2 separate regions of the Mus musculus genome follow, and region 1 is linked to region 2. The links are chromatin contacts, called in public HiChIP or PLAC-seq maps. All regions are on one chromosome and are shown on one strand. The core of a region is the stretch at or near the end of the contact, and the rest is flanking DNA. Distances in the headings are between cores, read along the strand shown. Region 1 has its middle 92 kb from the start of Atp6ap2. Region 2 has its middle 110 kb from the start of Gm34187.

Region 1 (5,027 bases), core at 617-3,116, 850 kb after region 2:
CAGATGCAGACCACAATGCTACTGGTAGGTCAGGCCAGGTCAGGTCCCTTCTACCTTGAGCCTAGATCACAGGGAATGCCCTCTCGTGGTCTTCAGGACAAGCCCTCCATCTTGGGCACAAGTTTTTGAAGGTGTCCCTGCATTTGTGCTAGTGGCTTTATTCCCTAACCAATTCCAAAGGGACAGGAAGGTCATTGGATGCAGACCTTCAGAGCCTTAGCCTGTGTCATGACTGGGCCACTACACCTCTCTTACCGTCCTCAGCACCAGGGGCACATTTCTCCCTCTGGTCAGGCAGCATTTGGCCTTAGTTGCCTGTTTTTACCGGATTCTTGGGGGCTTGGGAGCTCACCTCTACCCTGTGTATTCCCCAGCCTGGTTCTGGCAGAGTCTGGCTGAAGGCTCACATCTATTGCCAGCCTCAGACTCTTCAGATCCTTGCCCAGTAGATAAGGCGCTCCTGCCAGGGTCAGGTTGCCTGGAAACTAGCCTCCACTGCCCGGGGCTGGGTAAGCCTGGGCCAAGCCAGCATTGCAAAAGGACAATCAGTGTTGCAAAGGACAAGAGTAAGAGACAGAGAAGAAGGGGCAAGGGAGACAGGGAGAGCCTGTGGGAACAACTGGAGTATTGGTGCTCAGCCAGCAAGCCTGAAGGAGAGAGCCCTCCCCCACCCCCCGCCCTGCTGCAAGCGTTCAGTTCTGTGCTCACATCATGTGGTCGCAGCAGGGCTCACAGCAGCAGAGAGAGCTTCTACTTTCATAGTCAGAAAGCAGAAAGGGCAGTTCCAGTGACTTGCCTAGGAGAAGACTTGAAGGTTGATGCTCAAGTGGACCAGCCACAGGTTTTTGGTGCATATGTTAACTGGGCATGGCGTAGACTCCCCAGACCACCCACTGGTTCCCAGACCCTGGCTGGACTAAGAGGCCAATGCTAGCAATTCATGCCTCCCCAACCTTTAGCTGGATTATTGCCCTCCCAGCACTGCTCCTTGTAGCTCAGAGCCCCACATAATAGCAGTCAGAGCCAGAGTCCCCAAAGCCTCTGAGCTGGTGCAGCTTCCATCCATCCCAGTGATGTGCTCATGATAACCGCAGCATTATCATAAATCAAAAAAAATGTCTCCAGCCTTCTTTAGTAAATCATGTGAAGTGTCACATGCAGGGACAGTGGGTAAGAACACGAACTACTGTTTCCCAGCAAGGGGAGGACACTTGGAGGCACAGGGTGCTACAGGGCTATGTGACAACACAGAGCCTGCCAGCTCAGAGGTCGTGGCTCCCTCTACAAGTCCTTCTGCCTCAGTCCAAGCCACATGAGCATATGAATTCTCCCCAACCCTTGAGACAACAGCCTTGTCTTTCTGGCTGCTTATCTGGGTGCACAGAAGATGTAGGAGATCCAATGCTTGGGGTGTTTCCCCCAACCCCTCAGCTTGACAGGCCTCTCTGACTCTCAAAACCAGAAAGCTCGCCCATATGAACCCCTTCCAGAAACAGCAAAAGCATGTTAGACTTTCCATAGCCGTCTGTCTTCATGCTTCTTGCTTAGGCCCGTATCCAGGAACCCAATCTCGTGTCAGTTCTTTACATGTTAGTGTGAATTTAAGTCCATGAGATAATTCTCTGCTGTAAGGAGAGTTGCATCCAAATCTCTCTGGGTAGAAACTAGTGTGCAATGGGAGATGTGTCTCTGTTAAAAGAATCTTAACTCACAGTCCAGCAGCTCAGGGGTACAGTGGGAGGTGCAATGCTTCTGGCAGACTGAAAAGCCCATGCCATCTCCCTGTTCTGTTTTCAAACGGTTTGGCTAGGCTCATCGCTTCCCTCCACGCTCTTATGCTCCTTAGCTTTTATCTCTGGCTTTCAGAACTTCTGCTGACTCACCTTTCTGATTCACACAAGTCGTGAGCTGTCAGGTGCTGTAGGACCTTGATGAAATAATCTAAATCTTTAGCTCATAGATAAAAAGGCAGAAAGCTGTGGGTGTTGGGGTGGGGTGGGGGGTGAGACGCCATGGCTCATTGCAGCACAGCCCAGGCAGGCCCTCGGCTTTCCCACTCCTTGGGTTCTGTGCAAAGGGCAGAAATCCCTCTCAGCTAAACACCAGCACTGTCCTCAGCGAGAACAGGTGGAGGGACCAGTAGCTTGTCGGAGGGTACAAACGACATCCCTAGCAGCATTTGCTGTAGGAAGAAGGAGGGGCTGGAGATCCCGAGTCCAGACGTCCTAGAGAGGAGATTGTTTTTATTGCTTTATTTTGTATAAAAGACAAGTTTGAAGTAGCTCACTGTCTTAGGGTTTTACTGCTGTGAACAGACACCATGACCAAGGCAACTCTTATGAGGACATTTAATTGGGGCTGGCTTACTGGTTCAGAGGTTCAGTCCATTATGAAGGCAGGAACATGGCAGCATCCAGGCAGGCATGGCAAGGGAGGAGCTGAGAATTCTACATCTTCATCTGAAGGCTGCTAGCAGAAAACTGGCTTCCAGGCAGCTAGGATAAGGGTCTTAAAGCCCACACCCACAGTGACACACCTACTCCAACAGTGCACACCTCCTAATAGTGCCACTCCCTGGGCCAATCATATACAAATCACCACACCCACTCTGGCCTTGAACTTGATATGTAGTTGGGACCTTGAACTTTCCCTGTCACCACGTCCCTGTCACCACTTCTGGAATCACGGTATACCCAGCCTGATGCAGTGCTGGGGACCATGATTGGGGCCTTGTGCATGTTAGGTAAGCACTCTGTCAACTGAGCTGCAGTTCCAGGCTGTTTCTGTGGCTTTGGCAGCAATGAGTAAAGGGAGGAAGGTTTTATTTGGGCTCACAGTTTCAGGGATCTCGATCTTTCTTGGTAAGGAAGGCATAGCGTGTTCTCAGTTCATGGCAGTGAGAACTTGTGGTGGGTAATGTTCACAAGAAAACAGGAAACAGAGATAGAATCCAAAACTGAGGCCAGGATAGTGACCCCCAATGACGCATTCCCAGTGACCTCTGACAGCCAAGTACCATCTCCTGAAGGTTCCATGTTCTCCCCAAACATAGCCACCAGCTAGGCACTAAGCTTCGAAGAGTGCCAGTGTGCAAGAGACAATTCAATTCAAACCACAGCAAGGTCCCTTCCCTATGTGACAGTGGCCTAGGTCTGAATTTGATCTGAATTTATCCTGGAACTGTGGACCAAAAACATGGACAGGTCACAAAGAGGCATTAGCAGATGACAGACACTAGACCTGGATCCTGTCTCTGGGCTCTTTGCCTAATCTCTCCACCCTTCAGATTTGTCAGGAGTTGCTGTGCCACTCAAATGGAGCCAGTACATGACAGATGCTTAGCATTGTACAGAGACAGGCATGTTCTTAAAGTCACTTTCAACACTTTGAGTTATCTCCCTTCAGAACCTTCCAGGTGTCTCTCCATAAGGTCCCCTGAAATTACATACCACAAACTTTGTTGTAAAACTATCGGAGTGACAAATGCACATATCTGTAATCCTGTTCCTTGGGAAGTGGAGGCAGGAGGATCAAGGATTCCAGGCCAATGGATTAGAAAGAGATCAATGAGTGATATATGGGAGGATTTACAGAGGACAGTGAAGGAAAAATGAAGTTATTATATTATGATCTCAAAAAAAAAAGAAAAAAGAAAAAAAGGGGGTTCCAGGCCAGCCTGAGTTCCTTGGGGGAAAAAAACCTATCAAAATAACAAGGAGGGGAGAAGGGAAGGGAAGGTTGGAGTCAGAAATGGAAGGCACATTAAAAGGAATATGTATGAAAACTTCTAGCATTTATCCACAAAACTAAAATACAGGAGAGATAGATGGCTCATGGTTAAAAGTACTTGCTGCTTTTGTAGAGGATCCAGATTTGTTCCCATCACCTGTGTGGTGGCTCACGATCATTCATAATTCCAGTCCCAGAGGATTGGACATCTTCTTATGGCCTCGCATACAGGCAGGGAAAAAAATTCATATGCCTAAAATAAACCAATCTTAAAATACAGGCTCCCTACCCTCTCCCGACTCCATCCAGCAAACCAGCTTGCAAGTGCTGGCTTAGAGTGTGAGAAAGGCTTGTAGGTTTCTTTCCTCTTGCTAGAAATGAGCATCACTCTAGAGCAGGCTGACATCCCAGTTCTCCCCTGTTCTCTGTTTCTAACAGACTGGTTTTTATGAGTGCAAAGAAATAAAATAACGAGGAAGTGCTTCAAGGGAGACAATACTACAGAAGTATTTTAAATTTCAAGCAAACTTGAGTTCTGTGAATACACTCTTTTTCATTTCTCCCATAGATGGCCCAGCAGTAAATCTGCATAGCTCTCTTAGATAGCCACCAATACAACCTAGTAATGCCCCCCCCCATTTTCTGTACCCTTTGGGGACTGATTTTTCAGTGATGCCAGCTGAGGGAGGGGCAGTGTGCACAACCTGTTATTTAAGATGCGTTTAGGCCCCAGCGGCCACAGTTCAGTGTTTATGGGATTAGAGTAAGTGGAACCCTTTCCTACAGCAGGAAAGTCCCTTGACAGGAAAAGTGTATCACTGACTGGCCAGTGGTAAATGCCTGGATCCCACCATTAGTGACATATTCCTTTGTTTATTAATGCCACCATTTTGAGGTTACAATTTTTTTTTGAGTGAAAATGTCCCAGAGGAGTAACATGTGAAGACCTGACAGTTTTTATAAGTGAGTGTTTTGGGTCTAATTCCAGACAGAAAGTGAACATTGGCTTTCTGATGGGAGCACTGATGCCCACAGAGGAGAAGGGGGATGGAAGGAAGGGGTGGGAACAAACATGGACAGCTGGGCCATTCTTAGAAATGTCTTTTATTCACTGGTGTGGTATTGGAGCTTGAGTTAATGACTTTGCCTATGTAAGGCATGTGCTCCACCACAGAGCTATGTCTTCCCCCCTTCACCTAGTTCTGATGCTTTGGAAACAAATCTCCTGCATGTGCATGTGCGTGTTTGTGTGTGTCTTTGTGTGTGCATGCATATGTGTACACGCGTGAGTGCACTTA
Region 2 (4,986 bases), core at 2,287-4,786:
GAGCAGTCATGTTAACTTGAACCTCTACACTGGGGTCAGCAAGATGCCTCAGTGGGTAAAGGTTCTGGCTGCCAAGGCTGACAACCTAATTTCGGTCCCCAGAACCTACATGGAAGGAGATAACTGACTCTTTAAGGCTGTTCTCTGACCTACACACACACCACCACCACCACCACCACCACCACCACCAACAACAACAACAATAACAGCAACAATCATCATCATCTTAATTTTAAAACTCCATACTCAATAAGAGTGCTTTATTTATTTCAGCTACAAAGTAGATCGTGGCTTTAGCTACCTAATTGGTAGCTGGGAAGATACTAACAGGAAAAAAAAAAAGTCATCTGTAAATCTGTAATTGAAATGCACCTGATCCAGAGGATATGAGAGCTAAAAAGGGGATCTGGGAAATTCCCACGATTAGAAGCATAATCAGGGAGAAAAGCTGACCACCACACCCTACCACTGAGTGACAACACTGAGCTCCACAGCCAGGCTTTCTGATGCCAGGAGTCATTTTCACTGACCACATGACAGAAGTTGCAACAAACCTTCTGGTATAATCAGTTTGTATCTGGAAGGCCGCCAGATCATCATGGTTAATCATCCCCCTCCACTCTGTTTCCATGGCCCCGTAAACCTATCAATTGAAGCTTTCCAGGGAGCCTCATGACTCAGCGTACAGGGCTGAGTTGAAAAACTGCGCTCGATGAAATAATGAAGAACAGTAATGAAGAGCTGTCTTGCCATTACCTGACCTTCTGTGCTATGAATTCTAAGCCTGAATTATATTCTTTCACATCCTAGATCCCTGCTAGCAGTGGCCCTAATTATTCTCGTGGCATTACAATTCTTATGTGCTTTTAATATTTCCCCCACCTGAGAAATGGAAATGCACCTGCCTTTCATTCCTGGGTGGTCCATCACTCACAGACTCAGGAAGTTGGCAACCCTTCCACCATGAGTGACAGTCTCCATACTTTCCACTATGCATTGGCCGTGTACTTGAGTGATAGATACCATTTGTCAAGAAGAAAACTAGGTTGGAGCAGGAGTCAGTGGTCCTCCTGTTTCATTGGAAGACCTTTTTCCTCCACAGAAAAAAATCAAATGTGTTACCAACAGTGCGTTTGGAGTGGGATGGATCTAGGCAGTGGAGGCAAGCTCAGCCAGGTGCTTAGAGAAGAATGGAAGGCTGAGGGTAAATAAACACAAGGCCAACTAGAGCCACAGTGTCACTATTGCCTGGCGTGACAGCAGAAAGGAAATGGCTTGGCATACCTGGGACCTGGCAGTGTAGGGTCGGTGTATACACTCTGATGTGCTCTTCAGATGTGACTGTTCAGCATGGTCTGGGCATTGGGTTGAGAGGACATTCTGAAAGAAGTGAGTCGTCCTGTAAATGTCAAGAAACATGTGGCCTTCAAGATTTCTAACCAAAGTATAGGCACCCATAGGATCAGGCCAGGTGGGACAGCCCACAGTCAGTCAGTGTCCCATAGAAGTAGTTGTATTGTGGATGTTCCTGGCATGAAATGAATTACTCCACCTTTGAGCCTTGAGCCTTGATAGTACACATTTGAATCTTTAGGGTCACGTGAATGACTTGACCAACTCACTAGCTCAGGAGGTAGAACAGAGGGATTTTTGCTCCACCAAAATCCATGCCCCTCTGTTTGAAGAGTACACAGTTGACATTGATACCCAGACATACATATATTTCCAGTTATTCTTGTATTCTTACATGGCCACATGACTATTCTTTTCATCTAGCAAAAGAGAGAGCTCTACATTTAGGAATACATGACTGCCTTCTCTATGCTTACTCTTTCATTTTCACACTTGAAAATTAAGTGTGGAACAGTGGTTGTCAACGTGAGCCCAGAAACGCAATGTCTGTTCTTGTTTAGCGCGCTGTAAACACCTACAGTGCTGGCAGTTGGGAGGTGGAAGAAAGGGAATTGTGAGTTCAAGGCCAGCCAGGACTACACAGCAAGCTCCCTCTCAAAGCAAATGCTGACAAATGCACATCCTTCCTCACGCCAGACTTACTAAATCAAATCCTCTCAGGGGCAGAGCTCAGCAACCTGCTCCAATCAATGCCATACTCCCTAAAGTTTGAGAACTACTGTTGCTAGGTGATGGCAGAGCAGGTTAGAAGAACCTTGAGTCCCTGAGTCACAACATGGGAGGGAGCTACCACTCAGAAAGGTCTACATCAGATTATTCTGAGAACTAGAAATTGACAACAGATGCATGAAGATATGGGGGTTTATTCCTTATGGTGCCCGGTGCTGCATGAATGCAGGGGGGAGGAGACCAACACATGCCAAACAGTAAGAATGCAGGGAGAAGGGTGCTGAGGACTACCAAATTTCTAACACGTTAGAGGGGGTACAGAAGTGTCCTCTCACATCTATAGTTAGTTGTGGTAGTGGTCGAAGAAACAGCATCTAGAGGCACAAGGGGAAAAAAACCCTGCAGGGTGCACAGGTACCCAGGAAGAGTGAGAGATGCAGCCAGTCCTGAGTGACAGCATCTCACTGGCCAATCTTTCACAGATGAATTCCACAGGAAACACGGCAGACACCAGAGCTAACTGCCAATTACTAGCTGACTATCTAAGTGGAGAGCCACTGTTATAAGACAAGGTCTAGGGATTTTCTAATGCCCATGAATCTACTAACACCTGAGTGGGAGGTGACTCCTCCTATCTGCTGCTCGGCTGGCTAGATCCGCTTTAGAATATCTACAAGGATATGGAGGCTGGCAGGAAGAGCTCTAAGACGCATTACCACATCCTTCATGTCTCTAGATGGTCCTTTTCCCATCCGGTATGGGATGAACCTGTGCATACAATTAAATATAGATCCTGTAGCTCCTGTAATTATGCACATGCGTAGCTGTTTTCATTCCTTTTCTATTGCTGTGATAGAACACCATGACCAAGGCAACTTATAGAAAGAAGGGTTTGTTTGGGCTTACAATGCCAGTGGGATAGGCACCTACCCCTTCACAGTGGGAAAGAGTAGCTGCAGTCAGGCATGGCAGCTATAGCCAGAACAGCTGAGAGCTCACAACTCTAACCACAAGCAGCAAGTAGAAAGAACTCAAAGCGCTGCTGGTCTTTTGAAACCTCAAAATCCACCCCTGGTGACATACTTCCTCCAACAAGCCACACCCCCTAATCTTCCCCAAACAGGCACCAGCTGGGCACCAAGTATTCAAATGCCTAGACTATGGAAGCCATCTCATTCAAAGTACCACATTCCTCTCCCTAACCCCCACAGTCTTGTGTCTATATATACAAAGTGCATTAAGTCCAACTTCAAAAGTTCCCATAGTCTTTGAGGCTCATTACTGTGTAAAAGCTCAAAGTCTCTTCTGAGACACTAGGTAATCTCTTAATTATAACCCCTATAAAAGCAAAAACCAATACTTCCAACATAAAATGGCACAGAATACACATTACCACTCCAGAAGGGAGGAAAGGGGGCTGAGTGAGGAAATACTGGGCAAAGCATAACTGAAACACAGCAGGGCAAAGTCCAAATCCTGTAACTCCATATCAGATGTCAACTGGCTCGTTTGGCTCTGCCCTTCCAACTTTGCTGCCTCTCTCTCTTAAGCTAGGTCCACTCCCTGCATGCAGCTCTCCTTTGTAGATATCCCATGGCTCTGGTGTCTTTAATATTTTGGGGCCTCAGATGCAATCCAAGCTTTAATTACACAGCTTTACACAATGGCCTCCATGAAGAGACACCTCTGACAGACATTGCCTGGTCTCAGTGACTCTGTGAAACCTTGGAGAAAGATCCTACCACCCCTTTAATTGTGTATCTGTCATAATTCGAAAGCCAGTATGACTTGGAGGACACTGCCAAGTTCGGCTGCCAGTTTGGAGTGGACCCGGTTCTTTAGAGTCGCATTTGCAGCAACTTTTGTTGGTTGTTGCTTTTTGAGAACAGAAAATTCCTCAAGCACTTTCTTTTCACCTGTTGGAAGCTTGGCTAGGTAGGGTCTTGCCCAGAGGGCACCCTTCCTTTCATTCCAGTGCAGATTTGCCCTCTCCTTAATAGCTCTAACTCCCTTAATAGTTTCAGTCTCTCTTCCAGCACAAGCCTTGGCAGTAATAACCTTGCCAGTGTCCTTTTTCCTCTCCAAACTTTACATTTTGTATTTACTTCTGCCTCCTTGTTCTTATTCATTGTAAGCTTGCATAAGAGTGATTACTAATAACTGCATGAAAGACACATTATTAGGCTGTCTTGAAATCTCCTCTGCTATGGAAATTAGTCAATTACTTGTCAATTTAACCTCAAGCAAGTTCTTAGGACAAGGGTAGAAAGCAGTCACAATTTTGCCAAAATATCACAAGAATGGTCTCTAGCCCAGTTGCTAATATGGTTCCCCAATGAAACCTCTTGAGCTTGGTCTCCAAAGTTCATGTCACTTTCAACATCATTTTCCAAGCTATTACTAGGACCATCCATTAAGCTCTGCTTATAAGTATTCAACTGCTTTTCTAGTCCAAAGATCCAAAGCCTTCCACATTCCTCAAAAACCAGCATGGTAGGTACTTCACAGCAATACTTCACTCCCTGGTCCACCAATTAGGGTCCAAGTTTCACATGCCCAGACTATGGGGGACAGCTCATCCATGCCACTATGATGATACAGAAAAAGAAAAATCCCCCTGGGTGCACTTGACCAAAAGTCAATGGGTCCTTTAGATGCAATTGGGTTTCTCTGACTAGCAATAAGAGAAGATTACACAGTGAAATATTCCAGTTTGTCTAGAAAACAAGCATCCATGTGAACTGTCATATGACAAAGGGCTTCTGGTGGCTTCTGAAAGCTAAGAGAAATCCCTAGCCAATAGCTTATAGAAAAACAGAACTTTGCCATGCCAGTCTCGCCCTGACCCAAATCCAATATACACAGTCCTTCTAACTGCAAGAAACATGGAAGAGGATCCCAAGC

The links. HiChIP or PLAC-seq counts read pairs in DNA pulled down with a chosen protein or histone mark.
Region 1: a contact with region 2 is called in an H3K27ac HiChIP or PLAC-seq map of T-cell acute lymphoblastic leukemia, with 7 times the contacts expected there. The contact joins two enhancer-like sites. A contact is called at or near these places in 3 of 484 Hi-C or Micro-C datasets (all in CD4 T cells) and 1 of 115 datasets of contacts at active chromatin or transcription factors (T-cell acute lymphoblastic leukemia).

The regions. Positions count from the first base shown.
Region 1 is chrX:12,492,870-12,497,896 of GRCm38.p6, forward strand. No RefSeq gene overlaps it. Among named protein-coding and RNA genes, the nearest start is that of Atp6ap2, 92 kb to the right of the region's middle. Within about 2 kb of position 1,867, at least 19 of the 459 cell types and tissues checked have an H3K27ac peak or open chromatin away from gene starts, as enhancers often do. A contact at or near this core is called in T-cell acute lymphoblastic leukemia, where this site is marked.
Region 2 is chrX:11,644,110-11,649,095 of GRCm38.p6, forward strand. No RefSeq gene overlaps it. Among named protein-coding and RNA genes, the nearest start is that of Gm34187, 110 kb to the left of the region's middle. Within about 2 kb of position 3,537, at least 38 of the 459 cell types and tissues checked have an H3K27ac peak or open chromatin away from gene starts, as enhancers often do. A contact at or near this core is called in T-cell acute lymphoblastic leukemia, where this site is marked.